2 separate regions of the Mus musculus genome follow, and region 2 is linked to region 1. Evidence: chromatin contacts called from public HiChIP or PLAC-seq data. All regions are on one chromosome and are shown on one strand. Each heading gives the region's core, a stretch centred on a gene start, on an enhancer-like site or on the middle of the called end of the contact. The rest is flanking DNA. Distances are from core to core; before and after follow the strand shown.

Region 1 (6,144 bases), core at 1,450-3,949:
ACTACTGTTAGCTGCTTTCCCTGGTGCCTCAATGTGTCCACAGTAAAGCAAATGCTGGTCACAGGGTCTCAGCTCAGAGAGGGCGAGTGGATGCACAGTGCGCTCAGCTAGTATGTATGGAAATTTGGCCAGGAGCCTGAATTGATGACAGTGGCTTACATGCATCGGACATTAGCTGTGGACTTCTCACCATGTTAAAACATTGCACATGCCTTCTGATAGGTTCTCCAAGGAGCCTGTAAAATCCCAATCACTTTCATCTCAGCTTTACGGAGCTGAAGTTCAGAGAAGTTGAACATAACTCCCCTCAGATGGTGCAGTAAGAGTGTTCCAGAACTGGGACGAGAATCTGACTGGTGAGGCTGGTTTTCTCTGCTCTGTTCTCCTGCTTATGTGTTGCTAAAACCCTGTCTTCCCCCTCCTACCCCAAGCCTGCTCTTCTATCAGTCAGCAGGCTGGGAAGACCAGGTTGTCCAAAGGAAGGTGGATTTGTGATTCTCACCCTGAACCCATTAAGGTCATTAAAGGCAACCATGGTGTGTCCTGTGGTTGTTTGGATACCTCAAAAATATCAAATGCATATACTGTATTTTCACTAACAACAGACTTGCAAAGACTAACTTAAAGTTTTAGCATCCAAGGCTAGAGAGATAGTTCATTGGTTAAGAGCACTGGCTGCTCTTGCAGAAATCTTATGTTCAGTTCCTAGCACCAGCATGGTGGCTCACTGTCTGTGACTCCAGTCATGGGGGTGGGGGCAGGAGGGGGGTCCAGTGCCCTCTTCTGGCCTCTGGGAGCCAGTATGGTATACATACTTGCAGACAAAGCATGGGTCAATAGAAAAATAATTTAAATTGGTTTGTTTTTAAGCCTTACCGGCTACCTAAACTAGCCCATGCGTGAGCATTCAGAATTCACGACTTGAGTGACACCTGTCCGTTCCCTGTGGGCTTGCTCCTTAATTTTGTCTTACTAGGAGATGTAACTGGTACTCTCCATGCTTAGCCTAACAAATGTAGAGAATGATTGAAAATATTTCTAGAAGTAATGGGGGGAGAGGGGTAAGAAGGAGTGTCCAGAGATCTGCTGGAAATGCTCATAGCTTGAAGGGGTGCAAAAGCCGGGTACTGAAGAGAAGAGCATACTGGATCCTGGACAGTCCTATCAGGAGGCTCAGGAAGGGGTGGGAGGACCTTGAACTAGAGCCCTTCTGTAGCCTCACGAGGCAGCAATAATGGCCACTCTGTTAGTGGACCCTTTTTGTGCCTGGGTTCAGTATGCTGTGGTGGTAACTTTTGAGCTTCTCTGGTTAGTGTCTGCGGATGCAGCTCGTTCATTAAACGTAGTAAATAGAACTTCTCCGCTTGGCCTCTTCCCCACAAATGACCCACATTGTTACTAAGTTAGCAACCACCAACAGGAAGTGGCAGAAATGTTTCTCAGCCGCACAGCCCATTTCATTAGACACTTGCCCAAAGGGGCTGTTTTGGTCAATTTGGCCTCTGTAGGCTTCTAGGGAGGAACAGCCTAACACATCATTTCTCATCTTTGCATTTGCTGACATCTTGCCCTTAGCGGCTGTTTTGATTAAATGCGTGGCGCTTTGTTCTGCACCAACTGCACACACAGCGCCCAGGAGGAGGAACTTCTAGGAAGCTGAGACTTTAAAAATATTTCCAAAGGTGTTACCAACTTATTAGAGAGTCTTTTGTTCAGGAACTTCTCATTGAAATCTATTTAGAGAGCAATTCCAATGGCGTGGCAGGGGGGCTGGTGGGCTCCTAGCACCTTTGTGAAGGACTCCTTTGAAAGGCCTGAACTTGAGGCATTGTAAGAGCGCAGAGCTCCTAGGGACTGGCTGGGAAGATAAAATATACATCTTGGGTCAAAGCATTCCAAGGACATGGCTCTCCATTCCTGGGAGAAATAAGCTGTCAGGAATTTTAGATTCAATTTTCCCAAGTCCGTTGATGGGGCTAAGAAACTCTGAGTTTGCTTTAAAACTGATCGTGTGCAGTTGTGCTTGTCACAACTGTGAAATTGGTCATTTATTATCAATTAGCAATGTTTCACTGACGGATTCTTCCAGATGACAACATGTAAGTCTGAGAATCTGTATTTAGATATTCAGTCAGTTTTTCTCATTGTAGAGCTCTACCCCGCCCTGCTCCGCCCCCCAAGCAGACAACAAAATCCAGCCTTGACACCTGGAGTAGCATTGTCCTCTGTCAGCTGGAAGAGGCTAGGGCAGCAGATGTTTTTGAATACTTACCCTGTAGTCAGCCACATCACCATCCCACCAGGACTTAAGGCCTGGAAGGAGCCACCGTCCTCTAATTGATGCTGTGCTGGGATGGGTGAGGCAGCTGCTGTTCGGAGATATTGAGTGGCAGGATTTGGGATAGAGAATGGTGGTACTCTCGGCCATGAACCAACCAACAGCCTACCTTTTTTTCCTCCGAGAGTAAAGACTGGCGTTTAGATTTTCACTAACAAGCATGTGAGTAAAGCGAACCCGTCAGAATGCCTTAAAATTATCGGGCCCTATAAAGTAGTTAAGTTTGATTTGGGGTTTAAAACCTTTTACCCATGTCAGTATTTCCTGTTCCTGTGTAAATTCCTAAGAGAATAGAGGTGAGACTGAACTCCAGGCTGGAAGGCCATGGACTTGACTGAATCCTCATTATGTGACAAGCTGTGCACTAAGGCGCTTCATGCATTATTAACTTACTTGAATTTCACAACAACCCTGTGGAGTAGGCTGGCACTCACTTCAGTGTTTTGTTTTTTTTTTTTTTTTTTTATCTAGAAAGCAGGGCCAGTCTCATTTCTTATTGGAGGCTGGTGACACGCTGCATTAATAATTCAACCAGTTAATCTCTAACAGAAATTATTTACTAAGATTCCCAGCAAAGTGCTGTTTTAGAATCTCCCTTTAGCTGGCCGCTGAACCCTGTGTCCCCTTCCGTTACACGTCTACCAAGGACAGCAGCTGCATCAGATGCCTTAGAAAAAATGGCCAGAGAAGCTGATAAGTGTCACGCAGAAGTGGGGTGACTTTTCTGCACAGGAATAGCAGTTTCTGATCCCAGTGTTAATTCCCCTTCTTCTCCATCTTCTCCAAAGGAGTTAAAAAGCCAGGGAGTGAGCCGCTTTGACTGGAGCAGCCTGCGCTGTGGAGAGACCACCTCGTGTTTCCCAGGCTATTGTAGGACTCCTATTCAGCTGGGATTTCAATGGTGCCCTGATTAGCATGAGACCAAGTGTATAAAGTAGGTCTTTTTACCCTCCCTTAAAGAAGTTTTGTGGTATTTCTTTCTGAGGGGGTTGGCATAGAGCTTTGACAAACACAGACCCATGGTAAAGTTAAATAGGGCTGCGAGCGGTCCCATTTGCACACATCCTTCCCACTTAGAATGCAGAGCAGCCTCATTGGTGATGGACTCCTTAGGAACCATGGCAGGGTTCTTCCTGCACCAGTAATGGGCGAGCAGGAAATACCCACAAGTAAACTGGGGAAGGGAGTCCCTGGCTCATCCACCATTCTCCATTGTCCGAGAGCCACCGCAGAGAATACTCCTGGGTTTGACCAGCCAGCTATCTTCTCTTTTCCTTTTGTTTACTGAGATAAAGACAGTGTGTGGCGGAAGATCCAGGGGAATACACTGAGGGGGTGGAGCCTGCCTTGAAGGAGCAAGTAAGAGGACAGACAGACAGACGCACAGCAGTTGGTGGAGGAGTGCAGCCAGGTGTTTTGGTGTGATACTTTAGTGAAATGATAAGAATAAGGGTCTGACAGGAAGCTTCTTGCTGTTTGGGCTCAATACTTGTGGTATTTGCTGGAGAAACTTGGACACATTGCTGTCATTTGGTGAACGGATAAAATGAGGGTGAATTCTTGCAACAGATGGCATGCCATGTGAGCAGGAAATACTTTGAAAGTTGTAATTAATACTTGTGATGTGAATGCAGTTTTGTCTGAAATGTGCCCTTTTCTCTCTACTGTTCCCATTTCTAAGACTGTGCATTGAGTACCTGCTATTACCAGATAAGGGAAAATGTCCCTTCGGATTGTATCTCCAGGTGGCAGTCCATAGGTGTCCTTGGGCAGTATGTACCCAAAAGTTGCTCTTCTGAATGACAGTTCTGAACACCCAGGTCCTTTTCCTCAGAACAGCATCCCAAAGTCTGTAGAGTACAGCTCTCACCATACTTGAGACCCTTCAGGATTTGGTTCTACCGTGGCCTTTGCCTTCCCTTTCTCTGCTGGTCCTGCCTTCCCATCTCTGCCCTCCTTTGTTGCACACTTGGGTCTCAGACACATATATTTGATGGCTTTTCCAGCCTTCCCCAAACCTTGTCACTCTTCTTCCTAGTTAGGAATGTGCTACCCCGTTCTCGGTAGGCAAGATCTCAGGCATTCCTTGATTTTCTTTTTTTTTTTTTTTTTTTTTTTGAGCAGAGTTTACCCCCCATGCCACTTTGGGTAAATCTTTCTAATGATAAAAAATAACATAAAGTTTTAAAAATGGGTTTGCCTTATACCATTGTACCATCTTATTAAATTTGGAGTTTCTTTTATAATACAACTTACGAATTTTATTGAAAAGCATATAAGTAAAAAAGATATTTTAGACAGTAAGGACGTAAAGCCAAAGAGGACAATCAAAGTTTTGTCTCAGATAATTCCACAATCTCAAGGTATCTTTTTTTCTATAAATACATGTGTTATTAAGTATAATTATAAAGCTAAGTACCGCTTAAAACCTGCTTCCTATAAGTCATTGTGATGAAATGGAACAAAAAAAACCAACTGGCTAGAGTTGGTAACCACCTATAATAGTCTGAGAAATGTGAGAGTGGGAGTGTGCACCTAACTTAAGACAACTTAGGTTTTTAAACTTAGCTTTTATATTATCTTATGATGTTATAAACTTGATCCACAAAAGTGAATTTGCACTAACCATGATGGTTTCTTTTTTTAAAAAAAGTTTAACCTACTTCATTCTACCCCTACCTTACAGGCTTCTAACAGGAAGAGGAAAAGCAAGAGAGAACTAGAAAAATGGATGGATGGATGAATGAATGAATGAATGAATGAATGATTTTCTTGTACTGCAGGGATTGAATCCAGGGCCTCACACATGTGGGCAACCAAAACAGTAGAGAAATGATACCTGAGCTGGGAGACAGCCAGATCTCGGTTTATGTCCTGACTGTGGCTAACTTACTGGGCCACTATGGCCAAGTCACTTTCCCTTGTTCTTGACTGCTAACTTTTCCAGTGTGAGGCATCCTCTGGTTCCTTTTCTGCTGCATCTGGGTACTTCCTCTGGGAAACTGTTCTATTAAACAATGCAAGATAAGTCCTTTCGGTGAATATGTCTGGGACTACACTAGCTTTGGAGATTTAATGATCTAATGATGAATGGGGTGTGGCCCCTACCTCTTATGTCTTCTGGAGCAGATGCTGGCCAGGTGTGGTGACAGGAATACACCATGTCCTCTGTGTAAAAGTAACAGACACCATGGGTTTTTACCCCTATGTTAGAAAGAGGGGTTGGAGGAAGAATGCCAAAGACAGTAAGTAACATTGCTACTATTTATCAAGGAGAGGGCCACCCTGGTGAAGCCATCTTAGCACAGTGCTGTCCCTGATCAGCCCAGTATGGATGGCCACTCTTTTTTGTTGTTTTCAAGACAGGGTTTCTCTGTGTAGCCCTGGCTGTCCTGGAACTCACTTTGTAGACCTGGCTGGCCTTGAACTCAGAAATCTGCCTGCCTCTGCCTCCCAAGTGCTGGGATTAAAGGCGCGTGTCACCACGCCCAGCTCAATGGCCACTCTTTAGGATAGTCTTAGGATGTCTAAGATAGAGGATTGAAGCATCAAGAATTCTTCCTTTCCCACCCTTATTTATAGATGGGGAAACTACACTCTGAGAACTTAGAGGGCTCAGAAAATGGGTAGACACTAGAGGAAAAAAAAAAAAAAAAAAAAAAACTTCTACAAACAGATTTAAGGTCAAATCCATAGAGGGAAGCATAGTTTTAAACATCTCTTTAAACTCTAGATTTGGTTATTTTGTAAATTAGATATTGATCTCATGTGTCAGTGGTCTACAAAGCCTTGGAAACCTTGACCCA
Region 2 (6,144 bases), core at 1,640-4,139, 300 kb after region 1:
TAAACAAAATAGAGACTTCTAAAATTTGGCTCTGTCTGCTAATTGGCTCTTCACAAACGTATTCTTATTTCAAAGGTCAGATCGCATTTTAGATGGACATCTCACAGTTATAGAGTTTCAGGTTCATGAAGGCACACCTTTGCTTTGTTTTTTTTTTCCTAAGCAATTTTACCTCTCTCAGTCTCATTATAAGAAAAGTTGACAAGGTAGGAATTACTTTTTCCATTTGACACAGAATAAGGCAGAGTCACAGAGAGATTCAAGGCTGTAGGGAGAATTCCTTGTACTATATTGAAGTATCATCTGCCAATAAAATGCTGCTGGCCTATTAGCTCAGGCAGGGAATAGGGGTATAGAAGTTCTGGTACAGAGAGAATTCTGGGAATAGACTCAGGCCCAGAGGAGATTTGCCCCAGATATAGAAGAAGATGGTTCCATGAAACTAAGGACCAGGTAACTAGTCATGTGGCATAACTTAGAATATAATAAACAGGTAACTAAGTTACTATTCAGTTCCCTGAGCTAGTCAGGGAATAAGCAAAGCTTTTGGCCTAGGCATTTATTCTTTGAAACATTAAATCTCAGAGTTGTTATTTCTGGGAGCAAAGTGGATAGGTGGAAAAACATGAGGTTACAGATGACATTAACTACACGAAGACATATGGTAGGAGAGCTGTAGAAGATCCTGGGGCATCTGGGTTAAATGTGACATGGCTTTGGTCTTCATACAAGCCAGTCCTTGGGGAGTTGGGGAGAGTAGGTAGTGCAGGGATGGTGTTCCTAGCTGGGAAATCTGGGGCCAGGATTGGACTACTATGAGCAGTGTAACCTGGGACAAACAAGTTGGCTTTTCTGCTTTCCTCTCAGTCTCTATAACAGATGCTTGCCGACCCACTAAGGAGTTATGCCAGGTTCTCCCTTCTTTCTGGATCTTTTACTGTTCTGTTTCTCCCACACACTCTTTCAAGGTACCATTGACTGGCAACACTCTTGAGTCCTTCAGTACTCAGCTTAAACAGCACACCTTCCAGGAGGTGTCTCCACCACAACCCCCCACCCCTGCCCCTGTCACTCTAACACCTTACCCACTCTAAACTCTAAACACCTTACCCACTCTTTCCTATTGGACTTGTTCTCATTTCCATTTCTTCTGGGACCCCTTCTCTAACTTCTATGACAACATCATCTCCATGCACCCTATCTACTAATGGATCTCTCAGAGCATTTTCCTTATTTTCCTTTTTAGCATCAGTGCCTGGCTGAGACTTAACACTTGAGCATAGCCAACTGACTTCTAGAATGAAGGGAACTCCGAGATACATACAACCTATGATATGGAAGGAACTTTTCCCTACCAACCTTCCTCTTTCCTGAGCGAGCACTTGATATTGCTCACTCAATACCTAGAGGGTCCCCACTCTCGTGGGGGGGGGTTTGGCCTTACCCTCTGGATAGCCTTCACTTTTCATTAGTTTTGGCTTTCACTACTGTTGCCTCCTTAAGGGCAGGTAATTATGCCATCAGCTTTAACCATAGGTTTTCCATAGAAGACTGTTTACTAAACTGGAACCACTTTGGCTCTAAACATGGAAGGTCAGAACGCCCTCATGGAAAAAGCTGAGACGGAAATTCTTCATGTTCTGCATGTTCAAAATGAGGTGCACTCTGAATGAGTAGAGAGCCTAGAAAGCTGTGGGCTGTTTAGAGATGAGTTCATTTGCAACGTAACTGCTCTAGGTTTCAAGAGGTTGAGGATGTGTGGGATTTGATCCCAGGGAAAATCTCCTATTAACCCAACCAAGTCAGGGCCAAGTCCTTAGCATTCAGAAGCAATGACAAAGTTTCTTTGGTCATGGATAAAGCTTGAGGGGACTAGGAGGCTCTCTATAAGTTGACAAGCATCAGATGGGGACAGCATGCCATTCCCCACTCCAGCATACCAACCCAGAACATTGTCCACAAGCGCTTCATATACCGTACTCTTAATTATCTGTGGAAGGCAGCATACTAGTCATTAATAAAGACCTCGCCTAAGGTGTCAAACTGACCTGGGTCTGAATCCTGACCTGACTATCTGGTGACTGAGTGGAAAAGCCACTTCTCTGAGCCCATTTCTCCATCTACCCTTCAGTGACTAGTATGGCACCCACGTAAGAAGCTGAGGGTGAAGATGTAGAGGACAATGCAGGAGGAAATCCATTGTAGGATTTTTAAAGAAATAGTGACATTTACTCCCTCCCTAGTCTTGGCTAAGGCTCCATCCCATCTTTCAGACTTGGTCGCTTTTATACCTCTGACTCCTCTTGTCTACACATCCTTCTTTTGCAAGCATCACAGTCGTACAATTCAAACCTTGTCCACCAGGAGCATAGGTTATATTTTGGTACCAAACACCTTCCTCTGTGACTTTGTCCCTCACATCCCAATTCACAGATGGTAAAAAGAAGTTACTGGGCTACTCTCCTACAACATCGGGCCTTATAAAAATTTGAACCAAATCACAGATGGCATGTCAACAACTCCTTTCTCTTCTCTCTCTCTCTCTCTCTCTCTCTCTCTCTCTCCCTCTCTCTCTCTCACACACACACACACACACAAACACACACACATACACACACACACACACACACACAAACACACACACATACACACACACACATTTCCTTCTGGAACATTTATTATTTACACACCACTGAGTCTCCATCAGCCATTTTTCAAGAGTGGCACAAAGTGAATTCTCCACAGAGAAGAACAAACGAGCGATTGAAAGGGATTTCACGCCTGAATGCCCTCATTCTACTCAAGGCCGGCCATCGTGGCTGCTACCTCTCTGTTCATTATCAAGGGAGCTGGAGTTTGTCACTTGCACCAGATCCTGGCCTCTCCCAGAGACCCTCTGGAGAAGGCCTCCTCGGTTACCGTAGAAACGTCTTCCTTCCTGGATGCAGACCCATGAAGGCTCAGGCTTCGAGACCCAAGAGGGGCCTTGTTTAAACAGGAAAGAGCAGACAGTTTAATGAGTAGCTTTGCAGCTCAGATTCCTACACAGTTTACAGTAGTTGAAGTAATAAAATTCATAATGAATGTTTCTTTATTTTAGTTTTATGTTTGTTTTCTTCTCTCTTTTTTTTTTTTTGCCCTTTTGTTTTGTTTTTCCTGAATACTCTCCAACTGATGGTAGGCATTTTTAATTACTAGGGAAATATCATTGAAGAAGAAAGAATGCACAGTCTGTATGTCCATGTGTCCCATTTATTCTTCACGATATTTCCACCACATACATAATTATTACATTGGGGAAATGGAGAGTCAAAGAGCTTAAATTACCAGCCTTGGACACATGGCTATTTGTGAGAAATGGACCTTTCAAGTGAGCAACTCCCCCAACAAAATCTGAATCCATTAATGAAGTGGGAGTTAAATGTGTGATTTTTCAACAGGTAAACACGATTGGCAGTTTGATCCACAAAGAAGTGTAACATCAGCTTGCAGGAATAGGATGACTGACTGGGAGGAGGACACAGTCGAAGAGGCCCATCATTAAGCTTTCTTTTGAGGGGAGTTTTGTCCTTGGTTGCCTTTGATGACTTGAGACCACACAACTAGTCAGAAATCTTACCATACAGGGCCGAAGTCAAGAGGCCACCTAGAATGGTTATTTGGTCGTGTGATAGACATCAGGAGCATTCCACACACTACCTTCCTTGAGCAGTAGATTCATTGACACAACCAATACAGCATTAGAAAGGTAAGGGCAAAGAGCCAAACAAGTCTGTCTAATTGCCAAGCCTGGTGTTCTGCTGGTGTTTCATCTTCTGCTCCCCCAGAGCAGACTCCTATGAAAAAACTGAAGGCCCTCTGTCTCAAGGCCTCAGGCATTACTTTACATACCAGAGGCAGGCTGTCCAGGGGGAAATTGTACCTGAGCTAGGTAGGGAGAGAGTTTCTGTCTTTCTGGGAAGGAGCTGGGATACTGTGGTACCCAGCGGGCGCTCTAGATGGAGTTGGGATGCTTCTACAGTCATGAATGAGCAAACAAAGCAATTGAAAGGCAATTACTACTCTGTAAAGGGCCTGGAAACAAGCTGGCAGCTGTGGGGGAGTTCTGAACTGTGAGAACTGCCTGGAGCCAGAGGCAGGTGATTTTAAAGGCCAGGGGATTGTTTTATCAGGCCACTGAGGCTCTTACTCACAGCGACTTTCTTCCATGCAGGACAGTTACTGTTGTCTACCTGTTCTCGTTAAGCCAACAGCCAAAAAGACTGACAATCTTTCTCTCTCTGTCTCTCTCTGTCTCTCTCTCTCTCTGAAAAAAGAGGAGTAGAGGTTTTGGGACAAGGTTCTTAGAAAGGACTCAGTACTTTATTTCACAATACAGAACCCACAGTAAATGCTAACTGACACTTATGAGATGAATGACAAGAAGGACAGAAAGCCATAGGAGCCACCGCAGACCTCCTTCTGTACCCACTCACCACCAAGTGTGCCACACTGGACATTTCTCCAAGCTTCACATTCTGTCCCATCTGTATGGCTGTGCATAGCCCTGGCCAGTGCCCTGTGTCTGCTTCACTCCTCTCCAGACCTCACCCATGATAGATCCTTTCCTCCCAGACCTCTCTTCTGAGAGCTGCTTGTTAGCTTCATATTTTCTTACTTTGTTAGATCCACCTCGTTGAGAACAGAGCCAGGAGGCTCTATTGGACATTTCTGAGTCTTTTTTCACACTAGAATGTGAACTCCGGAGTGAGCAGACCTCTCAGGCCTTTGTTCCTTGGTTTATTTGGCCACAAAAAGAACATGTATGGTATGGTAGGCATTTGTAAATGAACAAGTGTCTCAGTGGGTTCTAGGCCAATTCACGGAGTCTCCACTGTAGCCTCGACTGGAAACAGAAAATTACCATGCTTGTTGAGATGTGGCTCAGGGGTCCAGTCTCACCCTCACTGCCACCTCTCTGGTTGACCACAGCACACCTTTACCATCTGTAAGTCCCCTATTACATATGATCATATGACAGAGTTTTATAAATTGTGACTTAGACAAGAGTTTGGGTGCATTAAAAGCTTTTCCCAAATGTGGGTTGTTCCTATTGAGGGCATGTTTCTGAAATGGTGTTTTGTAGAACACATATGTCATGCCATGTTAGTAGGTCCTTCACAGAAAGGATATTATAATAGTTAGTACTTGGATGTAATGGAGAAAGCAAAGCTAGGAGCAGCCATACAGACCTTTAGTCTGCCTCATCTGCACACAGCCACTGATTCCCCAGAGTTGATGGTGATGCCGGTGTGGCACTTAGTGCTTTTGGATCTACCATTTGATGGTCAAGGTGTTGGAGACCTAAAACAAGCCCAAGGTCACTCAGGTAAGGATGACAGTCCTACAATTTGAAATGGGTGTCTGGGCTGCTAGCTGAAACTCTTTACATTAAATACGGTGACCATACAGGCGCACTTTACACTCTTTTAGCCACAGTTTATTGTATATTGCTTCTCTGTCTTATTCTGTAGTCTATGACCCTCATTATTTCTCGCATGCAAAGTGGGGATCATAATTTTCCCAGTTTATGAAAGTTGTCATGTGATAGAATGAACACATTTTAAAATTTTTTTCATATTTGAATTTGTACTCAGCAAACACTACACTTTTTTTTTCCTGAAAAATTTAGTGTACTAAGTACCTCAAAAGAGGGTTAAAGTTAAGTAGTGGGTGGTTTAATATTTTAATAATCGAGAGCAAATTCAATTAGAACATTATGCATTTTATCCTCAAATAAACTCTGTTCCCAAATTTAGCAGAGTGAATGAGAAAAATCAATATGTACACAATACATTTTATTCTTCTAAGTAATTAAAATAATTTCCCTCTCTCATGAAAGGCATGTGATAGAACAAATACATTTTCTCCTTTCCTCCTTTTCTGTTCCCCATTCAAGTTTTTAAACCACAATAACCCTTCAAAGTTGAATATGTCATTTGTTTTTATGCAACACTTTCAATCCTAAGGAAGTTAACCTTTAGTGTAATTTACAGTTCCCACGATATCCTGTGAACATTAGGAGAATATGTACACATTGCCTGTTTTTTATTAAAATACATAAGTCAAGTGGGTGGCAGTCAGAAGTAACAGTCACTCGCTGTC

The links. HiChIP or PLAC-seq counts read pairs in DNA pulled down with a chosen protein or histone mark.
Region 2: a contact with region 1 is called in an H3K4me3 HiChIP or PLAC-seq map of embryonic forebrain, with 4 times the contacts expected there. The contact joins two enhancer-like sites. A contact is called at or near these places in 8 of 39 promoter capture datasets (the 3T3-L1 cell line, 3T3-L1-derived adipocytes, the HPC-7 cell line and 5 more), 4 of 484 Hi-C or Micro-C datasets (embryonic fibroblasts, embryonic stem cells, liver and 1 more), 7 of 115 datasets of contacts at active chromatin or transcription factors (astrocytes, craniofacial prominence, differentiating embryonic stem cells and 4 more) and 1 of 9 other capture datasets (embryonic stem cells).

What each region holds. Positions count from the first base shown.
Region 1 is chr4:105,167,737-105,173,880 of GRCm38.p6, forward strand. All of the region lies in intron 1 of Plpp3 (phospholipid phosphatase 3), which reads left to right. Among named protein-coding and RNA genes, the nearest start is that of Plpp3, 13 kb to the left of the region's middle. Within about 2 kb of position 2,700, at least 55 of the 459 cell types and tissues checked have an H3K27ac peak or open chromatin away from gene starts, as enhancers often do. A contact at or near this core is called in astrocytes, embryonic forebrain and neural progenitor cells, where this site is marked.
Region 2 is chr4:105,472,477-105,478,620 of GRCm38.p6, forward strand. No RefSeq gene overlaps it. Among named protein-coding and RNA genes, the nearest start is that of Gm40217, 160 kb to the left of the region's middle. Within about 2 kb of position 2,890, at least 56 of the 459 cell types and tissues checked have an H3K27ac peak or open chromatin away from gene starts, as enhancers often do. A contact at or near this core is called in astrocytes, embryonic forebrain and neural progenitor cells, where this site is marked.